Linked DNA regions of Mus musculus: all the other regions are linked to region 1. Evidence: chromatin contacts called from public Hi-C and HiCAR-type data. All regions are on one chromosome and are shown on one strand. The core of a region is the stretch at or near the end of the contact, and the rest is flanking DNA. Distances in the headings are between cores, read along the strand shown. Region 1 holds the start of Prrg1 (proline rich Gla (G-carboxyglutamic acid) 1). Region 2 has its middle 15 kb from the start of Prkx. Region 3 holds the start of Cfap47 (cilia and flagella associated protein 47).

Evidence for each region. A called contact is a pair of places that touch in the nucleus more often than the background predicts. HiCAR-type assays count read pairs that join an accessible place to other places.
Region 2: a contact with region 1 is called in a HiCAR-type map of astrocytes, with 3 times the contacts expected there. The contact joins the enhancer-like site here to the promoter of Prrg1 in region 1. A contact is called at or near these places in 4 of 39 promoter capture datasets (cranial neural crest, hippocampal neurons, liver and 1 more), 1 of 115 datasets of contacts at active chromatin or transcription factors (astrocytes) and 1 of 9 other capture datasets (liver).
Region 3: a Hi-C map of embryonic fibroblasts shows a contact between it and region 1, with 3 times the contacts expected there. The contact joins the promoter of Cfap47 here to the promoter of Prrg1 in region 1. A contact is called at or near these places in 4 of 39 promoter capture datasets (the 3T3-L1 cell line, cranial neural crest and stem cell-derived epiblast-like cells) and 1 of 484 Hi-C or Micro-C datasets (embryonic fibroblasts).

Annotation. Positions count from the first base shown.
Region 1 is chrX:78,582,534-78,585,753 of GRCm38.p6, reverse strand. Prrg1 (proline rich Gla (G-carboxyglutamic acid) 1) reads left to right here and starts at 1,857. Exons shown (of 4, transcript NM_027322.2): 1 at 1,857-1,985.
Region 2 is chrX:77,809,415-77,812,252 of GRCm38.p6, reverse strand. No RefSeq gene overlaps it. Among named protein-coding and RNA genes, the nearest start is that of Prkx, 15 kb to the right of the region's middle. Within about 2 kb of position 1,327, at least 170 of the 459 cell types and tissues checked have an H3K27ac peak or open chromatin away from gene starts, as enhancers often do. A contact at or near this core is called in astrocytes, hippocampal neurons and liver, where this site is marked.
Region 3 is chrX:79,515,762-79,518,731 of GRCm38.p6, reverse strand. It overlaps Cfap47 (cilia and flagella associated protein 47), which reads left to right and starts at 1,381. Exons shown (of 65, transcript NM_001368718.2): 1 at 1,381-1,641; 2 at 2,734-2,885. The coding sequence starts at 1,447.

The DNA.
Region 1 (3,220 bases), core at 608-3,107:
TGACCCTGTCTGAAAGAGGAAAGATTGAGAGCCTGAGATGGAATTTCAAACATTCTACTTTCTGGTTTCATTTATTCCCAAGGCTAACAACAGACCTACCTTTTCACAGTTTGGGTTACAGAATAACTTTGTCATTTAGCTTAAGCTATTTCAATGTAGCATTTGTTACTTCTACCAAAATAACCTGATACATTAAGGGAAAAAAGAAGAAGCCAGCAATCAAATTAAAAGTGAATTCCTCCACATATCTTCCTCTATAAGAGGTGTAAAAATCAACTTTATTGACCTATTGTATTTTTAAAGTACCTTCTTTACAGGGAATGTTTTACTAATGAAATGAATAGGATAAAGTTACATTTTCAGTCACTTAAAGATTCATTCTGCAAAACTTGCCAGCACACCTTTCAGCAAAAATTACTCCCTACAATCCCCCTAAGCTTATTTTTCAAATGTAAAGTAGAAGTGAATTCAAGAAAGTCTACTTTATAAAATACATAGATGGAAGAACCACAAAGCTAATAGGAGGAATTTCAGTATATTTAGATCTTTAGTGACAATGATATGACTGCCCCATAAAATGTTTCAGTCATGCTGGGTGGTTGTGGCACAAGCCTTTAATCCTAGCACTTAGGAGAAAGAGGCAGGTTGATCTCTGAGTTCAAAGGTAGCCTGGTCTACAGAGTGAGTTTCAGGACAGCCAGGCCTATACCAAAAAATCCTGTCTCAAAAAAACAAAATAATACAAAAAAAAAAAAAAACAAAAAACAAAAACAAAAACAAGAACAACAACAACAACAAAAAAAACCCTAAATAAATAAATAAAGTTCCAACCACAACTAAAGTACTTATTGGGAAGGGCCAACTAGTGTGGCCCTAATTCCGTCATGACTAAAGTTAAAGAAAGAAAGAAAGAAAGAAAGAAAGAAAGAAAGAAAGAAAGAAAGAAAGAAAGAAAAGGAGGGCCGGGTAGGGGAATTAGCTTGGAACAAATAACTTCAAGGCCACACCCTCTTCACTTTGGGTTCACTGAGGTGTGCTTATTTTAATAGCTGAACTGAAAGCATGAGATGCCATGCCACAGCTGACCAGAGTCTAAACAGAAAAGCTCAGAACTTAAAACTAAGCATGCGTGCAGCATGGGATAATAATCACTTTAGCCTTCTTGAATTGGTAAACACCAGAAGAAAGTGTACCAAACAACACGGCCTTAGATCCCATATCTGAGAGGAGCCTTTAGAAGTCTTTTAGTGTTCAAATTATAAACACCCACCGAAGACTTTAAAAATAGGACTTATTTGACAACTTGTGTTCTCCTTTCCCAAGCCATTTAGATGGATTTTGCCAAGGTAATTATTCAGAGAAGGGTGCTGTGGCAGACACCTGAAATAATAGCACTTTGGGAGGCTGAGGCAGGATCTTCACGAGGTAGAGGCTAACCTGGGCTATATACAGAGTATAAAAACAGCCAGGGCTTCAAATCAAGAGCCTACTTTTAAGGAAAAAAAAAACTGTTTTGAAGGGAATTCAGGTTGTTGGCCTCAAAAGTTGTTCAAAAGCAATAGTGCAAATTTGCTCCCAGGGAAAGGGGCAATTCCTTGACACTCAAATGTAGTCCTTTGCTGCTCCTACAACTGTTTGGTTCTGCTTCAAGCAAGGTTTGCACCTGGCCTAGTTTGGGGAGGCATAGAAGGGATAAAGGCAGCTTTTCTAGCTGGGCTCCAGCTCAATGGCCTAGCACACAGTGGTGGAAGCTCTACTCTTCCCTTCCCTTCCCGCCCTGCCTGGCCACTCCCCTTGCTTCCCACTTCCTCCCGGCCCCGCCCCTTCTTTTTTAACCCTCTTGATGTGGGTTCTCTGGCTTCCTATTGCCCTTCGCATCAGCAGCAGCTGCAGGCTCCCTCTTTGCTCCTGGCTCCGGCTCTAGCGGGTGCGCGCAGGCGCGGCTTGCAGCTCTGCTAGCGCGTAGTAGCTGAGCGGGGCTCACGGTGAGTGAGGCAGCGGTGCGGGACTCCTTGGAGAGAACGTGGTTGGCAGCCAGAAAGGGACTCGGGTGTGTATGGAAGACTTTGACCCGGTTAGGGGAGACTCGTGCAGCTTTTTCAGTGGCGGGGCTTCTCGAGGTTGCCAGCCTCCGGCTGCGTGTGGAGAGGAGTGAGCCGTGGCGGGAGACTTAAAGGTGTGTAGGAGCTGCCGAGTTAGAAGAAAGAAGAAAGGCGTTTAGAAGCTGGAAGTCCTCACTTGAGCTTGGCCAGGCCAGGAAGGTTCGCTTGAGAGCCCTGGAAGGTGGCCCAGCTTCAAGTTCAGTCCCCCTACTTGGTGCCCCCGAGCGGTGTCCTAGCTTACTCTTTTCCTTCCTCTGCTTTCCCTGGGTGCCGAGTTGGCAGGAAGGTTTCCTGTCGGTGGGGAGAGGATTTGGGGGAGGTGGGTTGTTGGCCCGGACTGTTGCAATAGAGGGTGTGGCGTTCCTATGACTTTCCTTTCCCCGGGAATGTGTCCCTCTTCTGATACATTGTGCCTGGACATTTTTTAACAAAGGCTATAACTGTTTTGTAGGCTGTGGTGGGTGACAGCGGCGGGGGGGGGGGGGGGGCGAGGGTACGCGCGTGCGCGCACGTGTGTGTGTGTGTGTGTGTGTGTGTGTGTGTGTGTGTGTGTGTGTGTAGGCTCGCGCGCGCGTGTGTCTGCAAGCGAGCGAGCGCGCGCGTGTTGGCTGGCTTGCTTCAGAAGTCTGTGTTGCCGCCCTAGGGGGTGGGGAATCAGTGTGGGCCTGAAGTTGGGGGAATTTCCAGAAAGACCTAGCAACTTTCTGCAGAGGCTTTTTTCTTTTTACTGGTCTGTTGATTTTGAGAGTAAGAATATTCCCCATAGGAATGTGCCTGGTTACTATTTTGTGTGTTCTTGCTCTGTGTGTGTGTGTGTGTGTGTGTGTGTGTGTGTGTGTGTGTGTGAGAGAGAGAGAGAGAGAGAGAGAGAGAGAGAGAGAGAGAGAGAGAGAGAGAGAAATTGAGAGATTGATTTTTATACGTTTTTACAAATCCCAACAGAAGAAAAACCAAAAATAATGGTATTTCAGAAGAAATAAGTGAGTGTGAATGAAAGGGAGAAGACTTGGAATAGCTAAGTAGAGCTAGATAAATCCCTTTTGATAGTCACAGAATATGATCAGACTTGGGAAAATGTGGCAGTGTACAAGTCAGTAAATTTAGCTAGAGTATTGTTC
Region 2 (2,838 bases), core at 78-2,577, 770 kb after region 1:
CATCGCCACCTTACGACTGTACCTTGCAATGCAACTAGCTCGCACAAATTACAAATGCTATTTATTGATTGGGGCAGGGAGGGGAAAAAAGGGGAGGGCAGAGGCAGACTGTTGGTTGGTTTGGTTGGGTTGGTTGGTTGGTTTGTTGGTTGGTGATTTTTCAAGACAGGATTTCTCTAACAGTCTTCGCTGACCTGAACTCCTTCTGTACAGCAGTCTAGCCTCAAATTCACAGAGATCCACCTGCCTCTGATTCTCCAGTGCTGGGCTCAAAGGCAAGCGCCACTACTGCCTAGCCTGTGTTGTTTTTTGGTTAAGCAAAACATCTTTAAATGTCTAGATTAGATATCCAGATTAAATGTCTAGACTAAGATCTCTAAACATTTTCTAATATAAATTTTATCAGTTGAAACTTGTCCACTTTTATGGGATGCTAAGGATGTATGGAACTCAGGACTTTGTGCATTCAGTCCCACTGTCTGGTAGACACTGTTATGCTGTATATTCCTAATGGGGAGCAGCCAAAAACAAAAACAAAACAAACAAAAAATCCAAACCTCAATTCCTTAATTAATTAATTAATTAATTTTTTAGAACTAAGATTTAATCAGGAAAGTTGCATTATATGCATACCCCTGGTTATTCAGGTAAGCATAGTAAGAATATAATTAAAAGTTGTCTGCACATTTGAATTTAGATGGATATGAAAGTGTTTCAGATTTCCTACTTAAGTAAAGTGAAACAATATTGAAATTTTTCGAAGGTTGTTACTGTGGGATCCCGGGTCCACAGACACATAAAATAAATCTTTGAAAAAATAATATTAATATTTAGTAATGTGACATGAAATTAAATTAAACCAATGTTTTTCCTCTGGCAAGAAACGCAGAAAGTAAAAATGATACATTGTATTCGTGGTAAAAATCCTAATCTCATTTAATCGATACACATTGCATCCATTATGAGTTGCAGTCATTAATAATAAAATAATATTATTAAGCAGCAAGCAAATAGTCTTAAAGCAGCACGTAGTGAGACCTCAGAGCTGTTAATTTCCTAATAAAAGAATACACTTCCCAGGAAACTTTACGGCCAGGCCAAGCACTTCCGGAAGGAGGGACTACGGGACGGCAATAGGACCCTTCTGTAAGAAAAGGGAGAAATGTGGCTTCAAAAGAAACCATACTTATTCATGTGAGTGGCGATTTGTCACATGTGTGTGACGATAGCCAATATGTCTGAAGAGAAAGACCGGTTGTGGCGCTAACTGGGGGGACCTACTGCCTCCCTGTAAGCCTTCCTTACAAGGCTATCTCGGCGCAAGGAATGCTGGAAAGTGTAGTGATTTGGCTGGAAACTACCAGCTATTAAGTAAAATCGCGTCATCACCCCGACCAGTTCTGTTCCCAAGCCTGCTGATCTAGACCTTATCCCACCTCCGTTCCTGCTCCATTCTGAGCCCTGACTGTGAAGGTTTCACTCTCTTCACTTACAGGAGCTTTAGGGAAGAAGTCTCCCACAGGAGCTGAGGGTGGGGGGCGGGCGGTCTCCCTCTTCTGGCCTCTATCGGTACTGCAAGGAGGGGCCACCAATTACATGCAATTTTTATGCCACACTAAGATGCACAAATAAATAAGGCCAGAGATTCCCCAGAGTCAGGATTTGAGGCTTTGGGGACCAATGAGAGTTGTTGGATTGAATGCAAAATGTACACACTTGGAAACAAGACTGGGCAAGGCTGCATTTTCTAGTCTGCAGGGAGACCTGAAAAGTTAGTAGAAGTACATGTGTGTGTCAGTTCTAAATGAAACGACGGGGGACAAATGCCTGAGGTGCCTGTTAGCATACCAAAGCACATGATGGCCTCTAGACTCACTTGGGACCGCTGACTATGCTCTACTCTTCTGATCTGGCCCCATAACTTAATCCAAGCCAGACCTTCTCCTAGCATCTTTTACCTATATAACCAGCCATTTAGGCCATGCTCCCACTTGGTCCTCTCAGTCTCCTCTGTTCCCTCTCTTTTCTTCTTCTCTTATTCTCCTCACCCTTTCCACCTCTGTCCTCTCATGGCTGGGTTCAGTCTACTGTCCAGGTTTAGTCCACTACTTTCTCTGCTCTGGACTCTTCCAGAAGCCTCTGGCTGTTCTTATCCGTACCTGGGAGTGGCCATACCCTCATTTGTACAGTATCTTCCTCCAGCGTCTCCCTGTGGCTGACCCTGGAGGCCTTTATGCTTTCTCCCTGGAAAAATTCTAATTGGGGGGGGGGGGGGAATCCAGTTTGTTGCAATGACCAGACAGCTGAAGGGGTGGCTCAAGGGCCGGGGCATAGGTCATTGAAATATACTCAGGGCTACTAGGAGTGGCAGTCAGTGTTCAAGTACACAGGAAGCAACTTTCTCTGCAAAGGTATAAAGAAAAGTAAAAAGTTTTGAAAAAGCTAAAAATTTAAATTAAATTAAAGACAATCATCTGGGCAGTGATGGTGCATGCCTTAAAAACCAGCAGATTAGGGCTGGAGAGATGGCTCAGCGATTGAGAGCACTGACTGCTCTTCCAGAGGTCCTGAGTTCAATTCCCAGCAACCACAAGATGGCTCACAACCATCTGTAATGGGATCCAGTGCCCTCTTCTAGTGTGTCTAAGGACGGCTACAGTGTACTCACATACATTAAGTAAATAAATAGATTTAAAAAAAAAACCAGCAGATTATACATGGGAGACAGAGGCAGGTGAATCTCTGAGTTCGAGGCCAGCCTGGCCTACAGAGAAAGTTCCAGGACAGCAAAGGCTATACAGAGAAACCCTGTCTTGAAAAACTAATAAATTAAATTAA
Region 3 (2,970 bases), core at 132-2,631, 930 kb before region 1:
GTATTTTAGGATGTATGTATTATAGATTTTTTTTATTCATCACTGAGTTATTTTCATTGGATTATTTCAGGATTTGATTAATAGAAATAAAATTCATATTTGCAATACTGAAGTTTTATATGTAAAAAGTTGTATTTCTCTAGAATAAATGCCCATGAATACAACTTGTAAATTGCATGGCAGTTTTGTGACTTGCTTAATAAACATTTTCAAAACTGTTTTACAGAGTGTTTTCAAAACTTTAAATTCTCACTAAGTATTAGTGGAGTCTGGTAGCTCAGGCCTATTAAACCATACCATTCTGGAGGCTAAGGGATGAGGATGGCCAACTACCTTCCTGTTGCAACTGACAACAACAATTCCAATAAATGAGCAAGTTGACTTTATACTTTATACTTAAACAATAACTTCAAAAATTACTCATCAAATAGCTAATACCATTTCTAAAGCCTCTATAATCAGAGTATAGGCCACTGAACACCATGATTGAAATCCTCTGGGAATCCTGCACGTGCAGATTCTTGGGCAATGCTCCAGATATTGCAGATTATGGAATAATAAATCATAGGATTGCCTTTATATGAGGTGTGTGTATTTCATTTCTTTAAATTTTAATTATATAGAGTTTGAGAATGTCACTCAGTGGTAGAATGCTTGCATGCTTAAGACAGTAAGTAGATCTATTCCTTAGAATTGTGAGAAAAAAGAAAGCAAAATATTTTCATTAAAGTCACAAAGAACTTATTGCATACCATGGATAGACTTGTTTATTTACTCATCTCTATTGATAAATTTTATATTAATCCAATAGTTTGACCTTACAAAAAACACAGAAATGCTGGCCTAGCGGCCACTGACACTATCCTCCTTATTAAAACCCTTCATTTCAGTCAAATGTGGCTGCCTTAATAAGCACATCATTTTCACTAAGCTTGCCCTAAAAGAAAATCCTGGAAAGTGCCCATTATACCAAATGCCACTTTGAAACCCTGCCAGGCCATGTCTGTATTTGAGGCTGGTGTAAATTATTTTCAAATTGTTTTGTTGACACTTGCCACCCAGTTCTTAGTTCTGTTCCAACTGCCACCTTAAGGCCTTGGGTCATACCATTGAAGGGGCGGGGTTACTACTACTGCGCATGCGCAAGCTTCTGTTGCAGGGTCAGGGACAGAGGAGAGGGTTTTAAGGTCTGATGTGAGGGTAGCATAATTTCCCTTGTAGATGGAGCAAGCGGCAGATCCACGTGGGGGGCCTGGTCGGGGCGGGACAAGCACTGGAGACTTCTGGGTGAAGAAGGCTGAGGACAGCGCGAATGGTCCCGCCCACGCGCACGTGGGATTCCAACCGTTGGTTCCTAGTGCTTGTTACCTAGCTACATCTGTTGTCTCTCGCCAGTCGGGAGTTGGTCAAGTCCGCACCTGGTTGCTGGCTCTTTAGAGGGCTGTAATGGATGCAGAGCGGGGCTCAGTAGCCCCTCGGGATATAGATACCCTTAAGAAGGAAGTTCAGCTGCGGGTAAATCCCCTGGTGCTGAAGTTCCAGGATGCAGTATCTGGGAAAGTATACCGCCTCCCTCTTACTGTACACAATTTGGGCCGTTGGAACCAGAAGATCAGGTTTCAAGAGCCATCGAAGCCACAGGTGACACTTTAAGGGTACTGAAAGCTTCCTGGTAGCCTCCTCACTTGAGCACTTGAGCATTCCTTTGGCCAAATATCAAAATCTATGCCTCTGAGGAACTGGAGGAAGGATTGTATTTGCTGACGGGAAGCGGGGGTGGGGGTGGGGGTGGGGTGGGGGTGGGGGGTGGAGGGAAGGGAGAAGGAGGAAGAAATGTGTGAAGGTGTAAAGAGTGGGGCAGAGACAGGGAGATAGAGGAGAGAAACTCAGAGGGACTGTAAAGGAGAGAGAGGGAGGAAGACTGAGAGGAACGGAGAAAGGCAGGGAAAGAGGGAGTGAGAGGAGACAGGAGGAGGAATGGAAGGAAGGGAGAGAAAGAGGGAGAAAGAGAGGAAGGGAAAGAGGGAGGGAAGAAGGAAGAGGAAAGGGCAGGGAGATGGAGGTGGAGGAGAAATAATGATGAAAAGTGGGAGACAGAGGAAAGGAAGGAGGGAGAAAGGGAGGGATTGGAGAAACACCTCTGCTTCAAGTTCAAGGAATAGGGGAGAGACTAGGTACGGCAAAGCTGATAGAAAATATGATTCTTCATATTGTGTTTAGAAAGGCCTCATTCCCGTTTTTATTTTTAATTGACAAAAAGTTACAGAATTATGAAGCATTATGCATACAATGATGGTTACTACCTACTTGTAAGAATTCCAATTCTGTATGCATGTCTTCATGATTCTGAAATTGTCTTGAAACCCTAGGAGAAAAAAAAATTGAAGTATTATTGTTAATTACCATGTAGATACATAAAGTTCTTGATTCCTCAAGGAATTATTAATTGAGGCATTAATGGAAAGGTTTGTGCCATAATCCATTTATAAAGTACTAAGATAAAAAGGGCATTTTTAATACAGTCCTAATCATCATTCCTCACAAATATATACAATTATCATTTATTAGTTTAAAGTTTTTTTTCAGTTTGAAGTTTTAAAAAGTTTTTTTTTTTAAAGCTAAGTGGGGATAAGATCTATGCTTGATAGTAATGCACACTCCATAGCTATAGTTGCATCTAATCATTCCTTATAAGGAACTAATAGTGTTGACTTCATCTTTTTTCCACAAAAGTTCAAATTGTTGTTGACCAGTCTGGATAAGGAGCTTGCTTCTGGCCTTCAGATGACAGCAATGGTGGAATATCATCCTAATAAAAATGAAGACATGTCTGATCACATCTTTATTTCTGTAGGAAATAAAGTCCTAGATATTCCTCTATTTGGGTATGTAATTAAAGTACTAGATATTCCTCTAATTGGGTATGTAATCGGCACATCTCTGTTCTATAAGAAGTTTGTTGTTACTAAG